2 separate regions of the Mus musculus genome follow, and region 2 is linked to region 1. A link is a contact called in public promoter capture Hi-C data. All regions are on one chromosome and are shown on one strand. Each heading gives the region's core, a stretch centred on a gene start, on an enhancer-like site or on the middle of the called end of the contact. The rest is flanking DNA. Distances are from core to core; before and after follow the strand shown. Region 1 holds the start of Fbxw13 (F-box and WD-40 domain protein 13). Region 2 holds the start of Fbxw25 (F-box and WD-40 domain protein 25).

Region 1 (6,433 bases), core at 1,551-4,050:
CAAAGCCAGCAATTTTACAAAATTGCTTGCACTTTTCAAAGCTCATATTGCCCCATGGAAGCAGCCCTTTGAAAAGAAAAAAGTGTTTGATTTTCAAATGTCTTCATTTAGCCAACTATAGCCAAGATTTCATACATCATCCCCTTAAAATAGTATAAAAGCACCTGCTGGTAGGGTTCTGGTATGGCTGGAAAATGTTAAAGGCATTAATTTCACTGAACTATAGGAAAATGTCAAACTAGAAGGTGAAGATTTTTAAAATGGACTGCTTTCCTCATGTTCAACACCAGCTCAATCACATTGAAACTGCTAAGATTTTGACAATCGAAGTGTCTTTAGGGAGACCAAGCTATAAAGTGGTGGTAATTATTATAGGCTTAGAAGAGAGTTTTATTTTATTTTTGAGACAGAGTCTTATGCAACCCAGGCTAACCTAGAACTCTGTGTAGCCAAGGCATGTCTTTAATTTCATATCCTTTTGCATCCACCTGCCAAGTGTTGGCATTACAGGTTTACAGCTATATAACATCATGTAGGGATCGTGTGGTGCCTTTAGTCTGTTTCTATAGATACAAAATGGGTTCTGGGGGCTGGGGCTGTAACTCCTGGGCAGAGTTCTCTGTTCTGTTGCTAGAGGCCTATGAACCATAACCTGGTACTCATTTGGATGCAGAAGGACCTGAAATTCAAAGTTATTTTTGTTTGCTACATGAAGGGTTTGAAGTCAGCCTGTGGTCCAGGACATCCCCTCTTTAGAAAGAATACAAGAATGAAAGAAAGGAACAAAGGAACAAAGGAATGAAGGAAGAAAGGAAAATAGGAAGACAGAAAGGAAGGGAAGAAGAAAGAAAGGAAGGAAGGAAGAAAACAAAGAAAAGAAAGAAAGAATGAAAAGACAGAAAAGAAGAGAAATAGCCAGGTGTAAACATGTACCAGTCCCAGTGAGGGCAAGCGGCACTTCTTGAGTTTGAGGACAGCTTAATCTACAGATCAAGTTCAAGGCTAGCCACAGCTATATTGTGAGACCTTATTCCAAAACAAACAGAAAAGATTCTTCCAACAAGGAGAACGGAATCCACAAAGTTGTCTTCTCACACACACACACACACACTCACACACACACACACAGTGTGGCATGTACACACATCACATACACATACACTAAAAATAATAAATGTAAAAAATTTAAAAGCACCTCTACATCAGAAAACTGTTCTAAGGAAGTTCGTTGAAAAAGATAAATACTAAAACCTATTTGGTAATTTCCCCAGTAAATTCTCTCTATGCTCTGGGAAGGGTACAAAGCCTTAGGGGAAAGGGAACGATAGGGCTGGTTTGAAGATGTTGAGCAACACTCAGCAGATCACAGATTGGTTCCATGGCTGTGCTAGCACAGCAGCCCCATCCTGTTAAACTACAATTCCCTTCCTCTTCTTAAATGAGTACGTAGGACCACACAGAATGGGAAAACTCAAGTGTGCATCTCTTCTAGGTACCCAAGCCCATACCATACTCCGCAGGAATTTCCTTGTAAATGAAATCTTCTCGAATTGCCCGGGACTTGGCATGTTCTTGCCATGTTCGGGAAACGAAGAACTCCTTCCATGTCTCTGTGCCCAGGAGTTGTAGGGTAACCATGTCACAGAAGAGCCATCTCTTCTGACACAACCTCCTGTAATGCACAGTTGCAATCCCATCAGGCTGACCTCAGTCATCTCACTTTAGAGCCATGGTTACAGTGTGTAAACTTCACTAACCATCTTCATGTGGCAGAGGTCCAGGTCCAGAATCAGAAGGCCTCTTCTTCCCTCTCTGCCCCATCTTGTCCCCTCTTCCTATCTAACCCTGCCCGTCTCCTTACCTCCATAGGACATCACTGCTTGCAAGTTCATTCCAGTCCTATGGGAGAGAAAAGAATCCTTAAACCAACAACTGCCTCCCTCTTCTGGTCTCAATTTGTTCCGGGTTGGGCCTACACAGGTTAATGAAACACAGTGCTAGATCTCCAGACCTAGCCAGCCTGGGGAGACCTACCCCAGCAAACACAAGTCACCTTGTGAGCCCTCAGAGAAGGAGGGCCAGTCTCCAAAGGTCTGACATGGAGTCTCAAGGATGCTCCGACCAGCAGCACATCTCCACACTGCAGCTTGTCCTTTTCATTTAGCAGAATTTTGTTATCACTGTTACTGTTCTGAAATAGGGTGTCTAGTAGCCTGGGCTTATTTTAAATTCCTGTCATTGAGTCTGACCCAAACTTCTGATCATCTTGCTTCTACCTCCCAAGTGCTTCAATTACAGGTGTGTGCCTCCACTCCTACCTCATTTAACCATATTTGAGGTCTTCAGAGTGGATAATGCTAATCCATGAGCCCTAGATGTATCCTTTTGCTATTCTGTAGGATGGAGCTCCTGTTGGTCATGAGAAGCAGCTGAGTCTCCAAGACACTAATGTGTCAGAGCTGAGTAGACAGGTCTGAATAAGGTAAGTTTAAGGAGGGAAAAAAAAGGAAGGGAGAAAGGAAGGGAGGAAGGGAGGGAGAGATTGAAGGAGTGAAGGAGGATGCCAGGCTGTGTGAGTGTGATGCTGGGGTATCTAAGACTCCAAGACTGAGTGGGAAAAGTCAAAAGGGCGTTATGTAGGATGCACCAAATGGAAGAGTTCAGCCAAGGAGCTTTTACCTTGTTCACTTGGGCAGCCTGTAGCAAACTGTAGGCATCCAGATAGGAGAAGATTTTCATCAACGGCACACTAGGCAAATGGATCTCCATCTTCAGTGGCCTAAGTTCACACTGACTCTTCTTTCTCCTCCCAGCTTGCTCTGATTTTAAAGACTTGGCCAAAGATTTCACAGGATTGCCAACCACAGGCCATCAGCCTTTGACTGGAGCAAGCAGCAGCTGTGTAGACGCTCAGCCTGACTCCCAGCCCCCACTCACTGGTGCCAGATGCACTCAGCTGAGAGTGCTCACACCTTAACTCACTGCACAGTGATTTTCATTGCATAGATGAGCTCAACAACCCCTTCCTGGCACTCTGGAGACCAAAAGCACATGATATGGGGCGGCCCTGATTGATGATGTACTTCTCAGAACCTTCTAGAAAATACCAAGTGACACACTAATTGTCAACAGTTTCAATTGATTATGTTGAAGTCCGTTAGGTTGCTGCAAATTCCTGGTGTAGGGAATCTGGTTTCCCTGTTCATGTCTACCTTGAGACCTGAGTTAGATCAGCAGGGCCCACCTATCTGTGCCTGCACAGCCTCTGAGATCATGTGCTTGTGTACTTAGCGTTCTAGTAGAAAGTGGCAGTCAAAGAGGACACCTGATGTTTCCTGCTGCTCTGTGTGCATACACAGGCATGTGCACTGGAGCATATAGGACTTTTATAAGTACTGCACATGAATTCCAGGCCAGCCTAGAATAACAAATGACACTTTGTTTTTAAAAAAGAGTAAAAGTGATATGCTGATTTTATTCATATTCAATGATGATTTTGTTAAACCTAAGTACTTATATAGTAAAAAATAGGCAGAGAGCCAGGAACACAACATTAAATTTCAGCAGTCAAAATGCAGAGTCAGGTGGGTCTGTGAGTTTGAGGTCAGCCTCATCTACAGCCTGAGCTCTTAACTGCGGAGTCATCTCTCCAGCCCTGGCCAGACTTTCAATTTTTCCTGTAAGCTTCAGGGTAACAAAGTCTTCCTGGCATTGAGGTCAACTCTGTAATACTGAGCAGTGTGGAAAGCACCAGGAAGGGCAAATGGTGCAACAACCTAAGCACCTACTATGCTCCCTCTCACATCCACCCATAAGTGTCTAGCAGGATTTCTCTACAAGGTCATGGTTCCTGCCATAGCAAGAATTGGCTCTAAGCATCCTGGCTTCCAGGACCCTGCTGACCTGCTGGCTCTCCATGCCCATAGGCCAGACATGCTGGGTGATCCATTCCACACAGGGTTCTTGGAAGATGAGGAGAAAGGGAACAGAAGAGAGTAGAAGCTGTAAGGTTCACACTGGCCCCTCATGAGGTGGAAGGTGGTGATGGAAGGACAGAAACTGGAAGCCAGAGGACTTGGGTCCTTGCTGGGACTCAGTGTCCCTATAACAAACTACATAGGGAACTCTTCTGCCATTAGGGCCAATCATAAGCTGATTTTATAACCAAAACAGAACATTAAAATCCAATCTCTCTCTCTCTCTCTGAATCTGTCTGTCTGTCTATATGTCTCTCTCTATCTCTCTCTGACTCTGTCTCTCTTTCCCTCCTCTCCCATATCCCTGACTTCATATTTAAATCCACCTGACATTTTTGTTTCATAGTAATCAGGTGAAGTGTGTGTGTGGGGGGGTTGGGGTTTGATGGTCGGGTCTTGATTGTTTCTTTTGAGGAAGGGTTTCTCTGTGTAGCCCTGGCTGTTCTGGAACTCACTCTGTACACCAGGCTGGCCTCAAACTTAGAGATCTGTCTGCCTCTGCTGGGACTAAAGGTGTACACACCACCATTTTTTTTTTAAATCACTGTGTTTGCAGATAAAGAACAGACCTCTGGGCAGCACCTGAGCTTGCCTGCCCATTGTGTGATATGGCAGGTACTATGGCCACCTCATCAGTAAGGATAACCCCAAGCAACAACCATTGTGACAAGAATAATCACTGTTTTTATCTTGAGATCTGAAGAACTGAAAAGCATGTGACCAGTGGTGAGGGTCACATCTGCATACCTGGCCACTGATTTCACACATGGGAAGGCACCCACCCACCCTGTCTCCATTCACCTGTTTCTAGAATATAATCGGCTTCCTGGAAGCTTTGTTCTCTCATTGTCCATTTTGTGACCAGCTAGATCATCAAGTAATACAATTCTTTGTCAGGGACCATCCTGTCCCTTGCCTGGTTGACTCTGTCGAGCTCTAGGCAGAATGTGTCACAGTGTGTTGCAGTGTACCTGTCATCAGAGGAAAACTTGAAGGAATCATTTCTCTTCTACCTCATGGGTCCTAGGGCTCAAAAATGCAAAATACCCACAAATGCACACAGAGCATCTGGCTTTATATTAAATGGCATCCTCAGTGGGACTTTTTTGCACAGTGTTAAGGCAGCTCAATAAATTTGATTGGCTTTTATTCACTTTTACAACTCTGCTTTTGACTCTGGGCCCAGCCAACAGAACTGTAGTGTAGTGGGTATTCTTGGTTGTCAACTTGACTATATCTGGAATGAACTACAATCCAGAACTGGAAGGCTCACCAGTGATCCTAATCTGGAGGCTGGGAGATAGAAGTTTCTGACCTGGATCTTGGTATGGAGATCTTGAGGCTATGAATTCCAGAAGGTTAAGACAGGGAGATCTCCCAGTTCAAGGTCATCTGGGATTAAAGGTGTGGTGGCACACACCTTTAATCTGGGCTACACCTTCTGCTGGAGACCTACATAAGGACATTGGAAGAAGGAAGCCTCTCCCTCTCTCTTTTTCCCTCTCCCCCTCTCCCCCTCTCCCCTTTGCCTGCTTTCTGTGTGGAACTGAGCAACTGCTAGATCCTTGGACTTCCATTCATAGCTGCGGCTGACCATTGTTGGGAGTTGGACTGCAGCCTGTAAGCCATCAACAAATTCCTTTACTATAGAGACTACCCATAAGCCCTGTGACTCTAGAGAACCCTGATTAATACAGAAGTTGGTACTGGGGGTGGTTCTAGTGGAGCAGAAGTATAAGGATAAATCTTTTAAACGATGAAAGTTGGCTTGTTGATTCACCAGCACCTTCAACTACTGAACCCTCTCCAGATTCTCTCCCTCCTGGGAGCTCAGAGAATTTTGAAGACCTGTAGTTGAAACTATATTTCAACCTTAAAGGAGCTAATGTCCTTGATTTTCTTGATGAATTAGGCGATTCAGTGTACAAAGCTTTCTACAAGATGGGGAAAAAAAATCAGAAAGTGATTTTACTGGCTGGTTGCTCTTTGCATCTTGGGGGGAAAATGATGAATAAAAAGGAGTTGTGTGATAAAATCAAAAGGCTCCAGACACAAGTAAAGGATCTAAAAGTTGCTAAGTGTGTCCTTGAAGAGAATCTTTTCTCCAGCAGCCATAGAGCTCAAGTTGCAGAAAATCAAACCGAAACCCTCATTGTAAGGTTGGTTGAACTACAGTGAAAATTCAAGTCTCAGCCTCAGAGGGTGTTGACAGTTAAAGTAAGGGCACTAACTGACAAAGAATGGGATCCTATAACTTGGGATGGGGATGTATGGGAACACCCTGTTGAAGCTGAGAATTTTGAATCTTCAGATTCTCAAGGGTTTGCCCCACCTGTGGTACCTTCAGCACCACCCCTTGAGATAATGCCCTCCCCACATGAGGAAATTAATTCCCCAGAGTCTGATCAACCAACAGTGACTTTCACTTTCAACTGATAAACACTTCAGCCAACCAC
Region 2 (6,694 bases), core at 3,737-6,236, 470 kb after region 1:
TAAATTCATCTAAACCGTGTTCCTGCTGTTAACAGATTTATCTCATTTGTAAACTTATAAGCTCCATAAAATCGACTCAGATTCACCTCTCATGGAAAACACAGACCCCATCTAGATAAATACACCTGCCAATCAATAGCCTACGTTCCTACCTGTTGCCTATTCCAGAGGGTGGGATTCCTCTCCTGTTCCCTGGGATTGGGACTCCTCTCACCCCAACCACGAAGACAAAACAGTTTCTAATGTACACCTGAGAACATTTCTTTTTCTTCCAAAAACACTTGACTTTATTCTCTTCCTCAAATATACATAAGTGTTCCATCACCTTGCAATGTCCAGGTGTTTACTCAAAATCTACCTCCAGGGCAGCTCCAAAGATGCAACCCACAGATGTGCCATTGCGTACAGACACAGATGTTTCTACTGAACCTGCTCCTTCCTACTCACAGATGCTCCCACAGATCCTAGTGAGCAAGGAAGCAACTGACTCTCCTAAGACCAACACCCCATCTCCATTTTCTTAGGTTTCCCAGACATGTCACCCCAAAGTCAGCAGGAAGTAGCTAGAGATCACAAATACCTGCTTCACCGTCGCCTCTTTCTTTCTCCTTTTTAAAATTAAACCAAAATGGACAAATGTTAGCATTCCTTCTGGGCACCATGTAACAGTTACCTGGCAACAGCCAGGTAGGCCTGGCTTGCTATATAATTGTTGGGTCCGTACTCCCTCTCTCTGACCTTTCTGTCTGAATCTTTTCTCTCCCTAACCCATTTTTCCTCTTTCCTCTTCCCTCTCCCTCTCCACATTTTCTAACCTGCCTCTCCTTTCCTCTCAACATTTCTCCCCTTTTCCCTTTCTGTCTTTCTCTGCTCTACTCCCTTCTCAACTCCACATCCAATGCCCTAAATAAACTCTATTCTACACTACACCCATCATATGTCTGGTACATCATCGGGAGGGATGCCTCCGCATGGGCCTGCCCACTGAGGCCCCCTTCAACCTCATGATATTCTACTCTACAAAACATTTTCTGGTCTTAAACACACAACACAGTCTACTTCTTTCTTCGTTTGCTTTGGACTCTTCTAAACCTCTCTGGTCATTCTCTCATATCTGCAATAAAATCATAATCATATCAAGGAACCGTAATGTCAGCAGTTTCTTTACTGTACACCCACAAATAGGGTGAAAAAAATCAAAGCATTTCCAACAAAATCAGGAACAAGACAAGTATATCCACACGTTCTACTCTCATTCAACATGGTATTGTTTTAGCTAAAACAATAAAACAAGAGAAACAAAGAAGAGGGAGGCCAAGAGGAAAGGGAAGCCAGCATTTCCTCATTTGCAGGCACTATGAGCCTGTATTAGAGATCCTAAGACTCCTCTGAAAACTCTTACAACTGATAAACTTCCAGAAAATTGACAGGCTGCAATGTTAACATGGAAAAAATCACCACCCTTCCTATAGAGTAATAAACAAAGTAAAGAAGGATCAGGGAAGCCTTCTGATTCAAAGTAGCCTCGACCACCACCCTGAAGGGGCCTGGTGAACAAGGTATATGCTTTTGATTCCAAGCAGGTATAGATTGGCAGATCTCAGAGTTCAAAGCCAGCCTGGTCTACAGAGAAAGTGTCTGCCACGGCTCTTACACAGTGAAACACTGTTTCAAACCAAAACAAACAAACAAACAAAAACCAACTACAACAAATAAACCATGTAGTAAGGGGCTAGAGTGATGGTTCAGCAGTACAGAGCAATTAATATTCTTACAAAGGACCCTAGTCGGGTTCCCAAGGCCTGTACAACACTTCACAGCCTCTGGCCTCTGCCAGTCAGCATCAACCATAAATTAACACAGACACACACATATATAATCAAAAATATATCTTCAAAAAGAATACCTAGGAGTAAACCCAACTTTGTATGAGAACAATCTATGACGAAAACTTTGAAACACTGACAGGCCTTGCACAAATGGCTTAGAGGACCTGAGTTCAGTGCCCACAGCCCCAGTGCCAACAGCTTACAATCATCTGCAACTACAGTTTTTAAGGGACCTGACACCCTCTAGTGACCTCCACAGGTAGCAGACACACATGGATCACACATACGTATATGCACAGAAAACACTCATACATAGAAAACAATTAAATAAAAAAAATAAAAAAATAAGAAGAGGGAAAATCTATTGTGGTAGTCCAAACCGTTGACCCAAGCACATGGGAAACCAAGGTAGGTGGATCTGTATGGGGACTTCCGTGGCAGCTAGGTCTATACAGGGGGTCCTGTCTCATCATCACCAGCAACAAAAAGATGAAATTAGAATTCATATGGGGGTAACATTTGCAACTCATTGACCAGACTCACCTTGTGAATATCCCAGGTGGAAATCGTGTTCTTGGAACTCACCATACAGATGACTGACTTGCCTTGTCCGTTTCTTGTTAAACCATGCCCTGAGATATAACATGCGTATCCATAAAATCCTGCAAGGAAACCCCAACAGTATGTGGACAGCAGACAGTTGAGAGACAACTCAAACTAAAGGAGGTATGGTTCCCTTCCCTCTGCCATGTAGAAGGCTTGGATAAAAGCTGTGGAAAAGATGAAGGGAGGCAGCCAAGCACACTGTAGGCTGGTCATTGGTTCAGACACATTTACCCTTTAATCTGTTTCTATAGATACAAAATAGGTCTGGGGCCTGTGGCTCTGACTCCCTGGGCAGAGTGCACTGTTCTGTTCTCAAAGACCAATAAACCGTAAACCATTACACATTTGGAGGCAGAAAGATCCGAAGTTCAAGTTCTTGGTGTGTGTTACATGAAGGGTTTGAGGTCTGCCTATGGTACATGAGATCCTGTCGAAAGAAAGAAAGAAAGAAAGAAAGAAAGAAAGAAAGAAAGAAAGAGAGAGAGAGAGAGGAAGGAAGGAAGAATGAAAGGAAGGAAAGAAAGAGAGAGAGAAAGAGAAGAAAGAAGTGAGAGAGACAGGGAAAGAGGGGAAGAAAGAAAGAAAGAAAGAGAGAGAGAGAGAGAGAGAAAGAAAGAAAGAAAGAAAGAAAGAAAGAAAGAAAGAAAGAAAAAGAAAGAGAAAAAGAAACAAAAGAAAAGAAAAGAAAAACACAGGTGTAAAGATGTACCAGTCCAAGGGAAGGCAAGCAGCAGACCTTGAGTTTGAGGACAGCCTAGTCTAAGGATGAAGTTCCAGGCTAGCCATGGCTAAAGAGTGAGGCCTTATCCCAAACAAATGGGAAAGATAAGATTCTTCCCTTCAAGAAAACAGATTCCACAAAGTTGTCTTCACACACACACACACATACACACACTGCCATATACACACATCACATACAGACATACTGAAAATAATAAAAGTAAAAACCTTAAGAGTCTCTCCAGCAGAAAACTGTTCAGAGGAAGTTTTTAGAAAAAAGGATAAATACTAAAGCCTATTTGGTAATTTCCCCATTAAATTTCCTCTATACTCTGGGAAGGGTATGAAGCCTTCAGGGAAAGGGAACTATAGGGCTGGTTTTACAATGTTGAGCAACCACTCAGCAGATCACAGATTGACTCCATGGCTAGGCTAGCTGAGCAGCCCCATGCTCTTAAACTACAATTCCCTCCCTCTTATTAAAATGAGAATGTAGGACTGCACAGAATGGTAAAAACCAAGTGGGTGTCTCTTCTAGAGTACCCAAGCCCATACCACACTCCACAGGAATTTCCTTGTAAGTGAAATCTTCTGGCTTTGCCCGGGTCTTGGCGTGTTCTTGCCATATTCGGTAAATGAAGAACTGCTTCCATGTCTCTTTGCCCTGGAGCTGTAGGGTGACCATGTCACAATAGTGCCATCTCCTCTGACACAATTTCCTGCAATGCACAGTTGCAGTCCCATCAGGCTGACCCCAGTCACCTCACCTTAGAGCCATGGTTACAGTGTGCAAACTTTTATTCACTAACCATCCTCACACAGCAGAGGTCCACGTCCAGAATCAGAAGGCATCTTCTTCCCTCTCTGCCCCATCTTGTCCCCTCCTCCCATCCCACCCTGCCCCTCTCCTTACCTCCACAGGACATCACTGCTGGCAAGTGCATTCCAGTTCTATGGGAGAGAAAAGAATCCTTAAGCCAACAACTGCCTCCCTCTCCTGCTTTCAATTTGTTCTCTGCTGGGCCTACACAGGTTAATCAAACAGTCCTAGCTCTCCAGGCCCAGCCAGTCTGGAAAGACCTACCCCAGCAAACACAAGTCACCAAGTGAGGCCTCAGAGGAAGGAGGGCCAGGCTCAAAGGTCTGACATGGAGTCTCAAGGATGCTTCATATCAGTAGCATGTCTTTGCATAGCACCTTGATCTTTGCATTTAGCAGAATTTTGGTATCAAACTTAGTGCTATGAGATAGGGTGTCTAGTAACCTGGGCTAGATTTAAATTGTTGTGATTGAGTCTGATCCTAACTCCTGATTATCTTGGTTCCACCTCACAAGTGCTTCAATTATAGTCCTGCACCACCACTTCTGCCTCATTTAAGCGGATTTGAGGTCTTCAGAGTGGATATTGGTCACCCATGCCCCCTAGATGTATCTGTTTGCTATTCTATAGGTTGGCACTTCTGTAGGTCAAGAGAAGCAACTGAGTCCCTGAGACACTAACATGTCAGAGCTGAATAGACAGGTCGGAGTAACATAAGTTTACAGAAAAAGGGAAGGAAGCAAGGGAGGGGTTGAGGGAGGGAAAGAGTGAGGACGAAAGGCTGTGTGAGTGTGATGCTGGGGTAGCCGAGACTCCAAGACTGAGTGGGAAAAGTCAAAGGGCCTCATGTAGGGTGCACCAAATGGAGGAGTTCAGCCAAAGAGCATTTACCTTGTTCACTTGGGCAGCCTGTAGCAAATTGTAGGCATCCAGATAGGAGAGGATTTTCAGCATAGGCAAACTAGGCAAATGGATCTCCATCTTTAGTGGCCTAAGTCCACACTGACTCTTCTTTTTCCTCCCAGCTTGCTCTGATTTTAAAGACTTAGCCAAAGATTTAGCAGGATTGCCAACCACAGCTCATCAGGCTTTGACTGGAGCAAGCTGCAGCTGTGTAGACGCTCAGCCTGACTCCCAGCCCCCACTCACTGGAACCAGAAACACTCAGCTGAGAGTGCTCACACCTTAACTCACTCCACAGTGATTTTCACTGTGTAGAAGAGCTCAACAACCCCTTCCTGGCACTGTGGAGACCAAAAGCACATGATCTGGGGCGGCCCCAATTGATAATGTACTTCTCAGAACCTTCTAGAAAATACCAAGTAACACACTAATTGTCAACAGCTTCGATTGCTTATGTGAAGTCCGTTAGGTTGCTGCAAATTCCTGGTGTAGGGAATCTGGTTTCCCTGTTCATGTCTACCTTGAGACCTGAGTTAGATCAGCAGGGCCCACCTCTCTGTGCCTGCACAGCCTCTGAGATCATGTGCTTGTGTACTTAGCTTTCTAGTAGAAAGTGGCTGTTAAAGAAGACACCTAACATTTACTGCTGATCTCTGCACATGGATGCTCATGTGCACTGGAGCATATAGGCACTTTTACTCATACTGCACATGATTTCCAGGCCAGCCTAGGCTAAAGAATGAGACTTTGTTTCAAAAAAAGAGTAAAAGTGTCATGCTGATTGTATTCATGCTGAGTATATTACTAACTAGAAATCAGAATGTATTTTCATTCTAAAATTACCTTCTCATATGCGTCCACAGGTAGAGCTTATGTCCAGGACCTTTGGTAACTGTGCTACTTTGTACTTTAAGACAATAATTCATGGAACCTATAATATCCAAAATGAATTCAAGACCACCCAGTACCTTCCCCCTTCAAAAAGGACCTTCCAAACTGTACTAGCAGGCAAAGTGCAGAGCCAGATACGGAAGCTGGCTGACTAAACAAATGTAAAAACATAGTTTATGTGGTCAAAATGATTAAGCTTGCAACTACCAAAACAGTATTAGCTGTTATCAGAGATATAACCATAACAAAAATAACAGTTCTCAGAAGAATCCCCCTACCCCGCCCCACACTGAGTTGTGACAAAGAACACAACCTGCCCTGACCTTGCTAGGATTCCCTGTGACATTAATAGCTGTGGCTGACCCATAAGTTCAAAATGTACTACTGCTTTGCTGACCAAATCATAATAACCCACCATGGGGGCGAGCAAAGTGAGTCACTAGGCCTAAGGGTTACTTAGTCACTATGCAAACCAACCAATGCCTGAAAGGGTTACTTGCTACACCAATGAGAACCCTGCTGCTCAACTCTGTCCCTTACAAGGTATAAAAGTGTGTTCTTTCTTTGTTCTGGGTCTCTCCTCTGGCCTGTGTGCTGGGAGGGGAGTCCCCAACATATTGGATCAATAAAAATCCTCATGAAGCTTGCAGTGATGGAAGTCTCTATGGTCTTTATGAGTGAGAGTTATTCGACAAACTCCAACAAACCCAGTACTACAATAGAGTACACACAGACAAACAACATGGACATATGCACCTATAGATACTTAGATGTGCACACATACAAAATGGTTATATGAGACACAGTTTAAACTATGCTCTCTACTGATTCAGACTGAAAATAATTTTGAGGACTGCAGATGCCACCATTGGATTTCCTACTACAGAATTGGATGTTAGAATGTGAAGCAGCCATCAAAACAAAA

The links. Promoter capture Hi-C pulls out the DNA fragments that hold promoters and counts their contacts.
Region 2: a promoter capture Hi-C map of Sertoli cells shows a contact between it and region 1, with 35 times the contacts expected there. The contact joins the promoter of Fbxw25 here to the promoter of Fbxw13 in region 1. A contact is called at or near these places in 4 of 39 promoter capture datasets (Sertoli cells, embryonic stem cells, hippocampal neurons and 1 more), 6 of 484 Hi-C or Micro-C datasets (the G1E-ER4 cell line, the MNK3 cell line, embryonic fibroblasts and 3 more) and 3 of 9 other capture datasets (adipose tissue, liver and pancreatic islet).

The regions. Positions count from the first base shown.
Region 1 is chr9:109,193,175-109,199,607 of GRCm38.p6, forward strand. It overlaps Fbxw13 (F-box and WD-40 domain protein 13), which reads right to left and starts at 2,801. Exons shown (of 10, transcript NM_177598.3): 1 at 2,680-2,801; 2 at 1,862-1,899; 3 at 1,509-1,672. The coding sequence starts at 2,769.
Region 2 is chr9:109,659,666-109,666,359 of GRCm38.p6, forward strand. Fbxw25 (F-box and WD-40 domain protein 25) reads right to left here and starts at 4,987. Exons shown (of 10, transcript NM_001378643.1): 1 at 4,867-4,987; 2 at 4,069-4,106; 3 at 3,711-3,874; 4 at 2,373-2,491. The coding sequence starts at 4,956.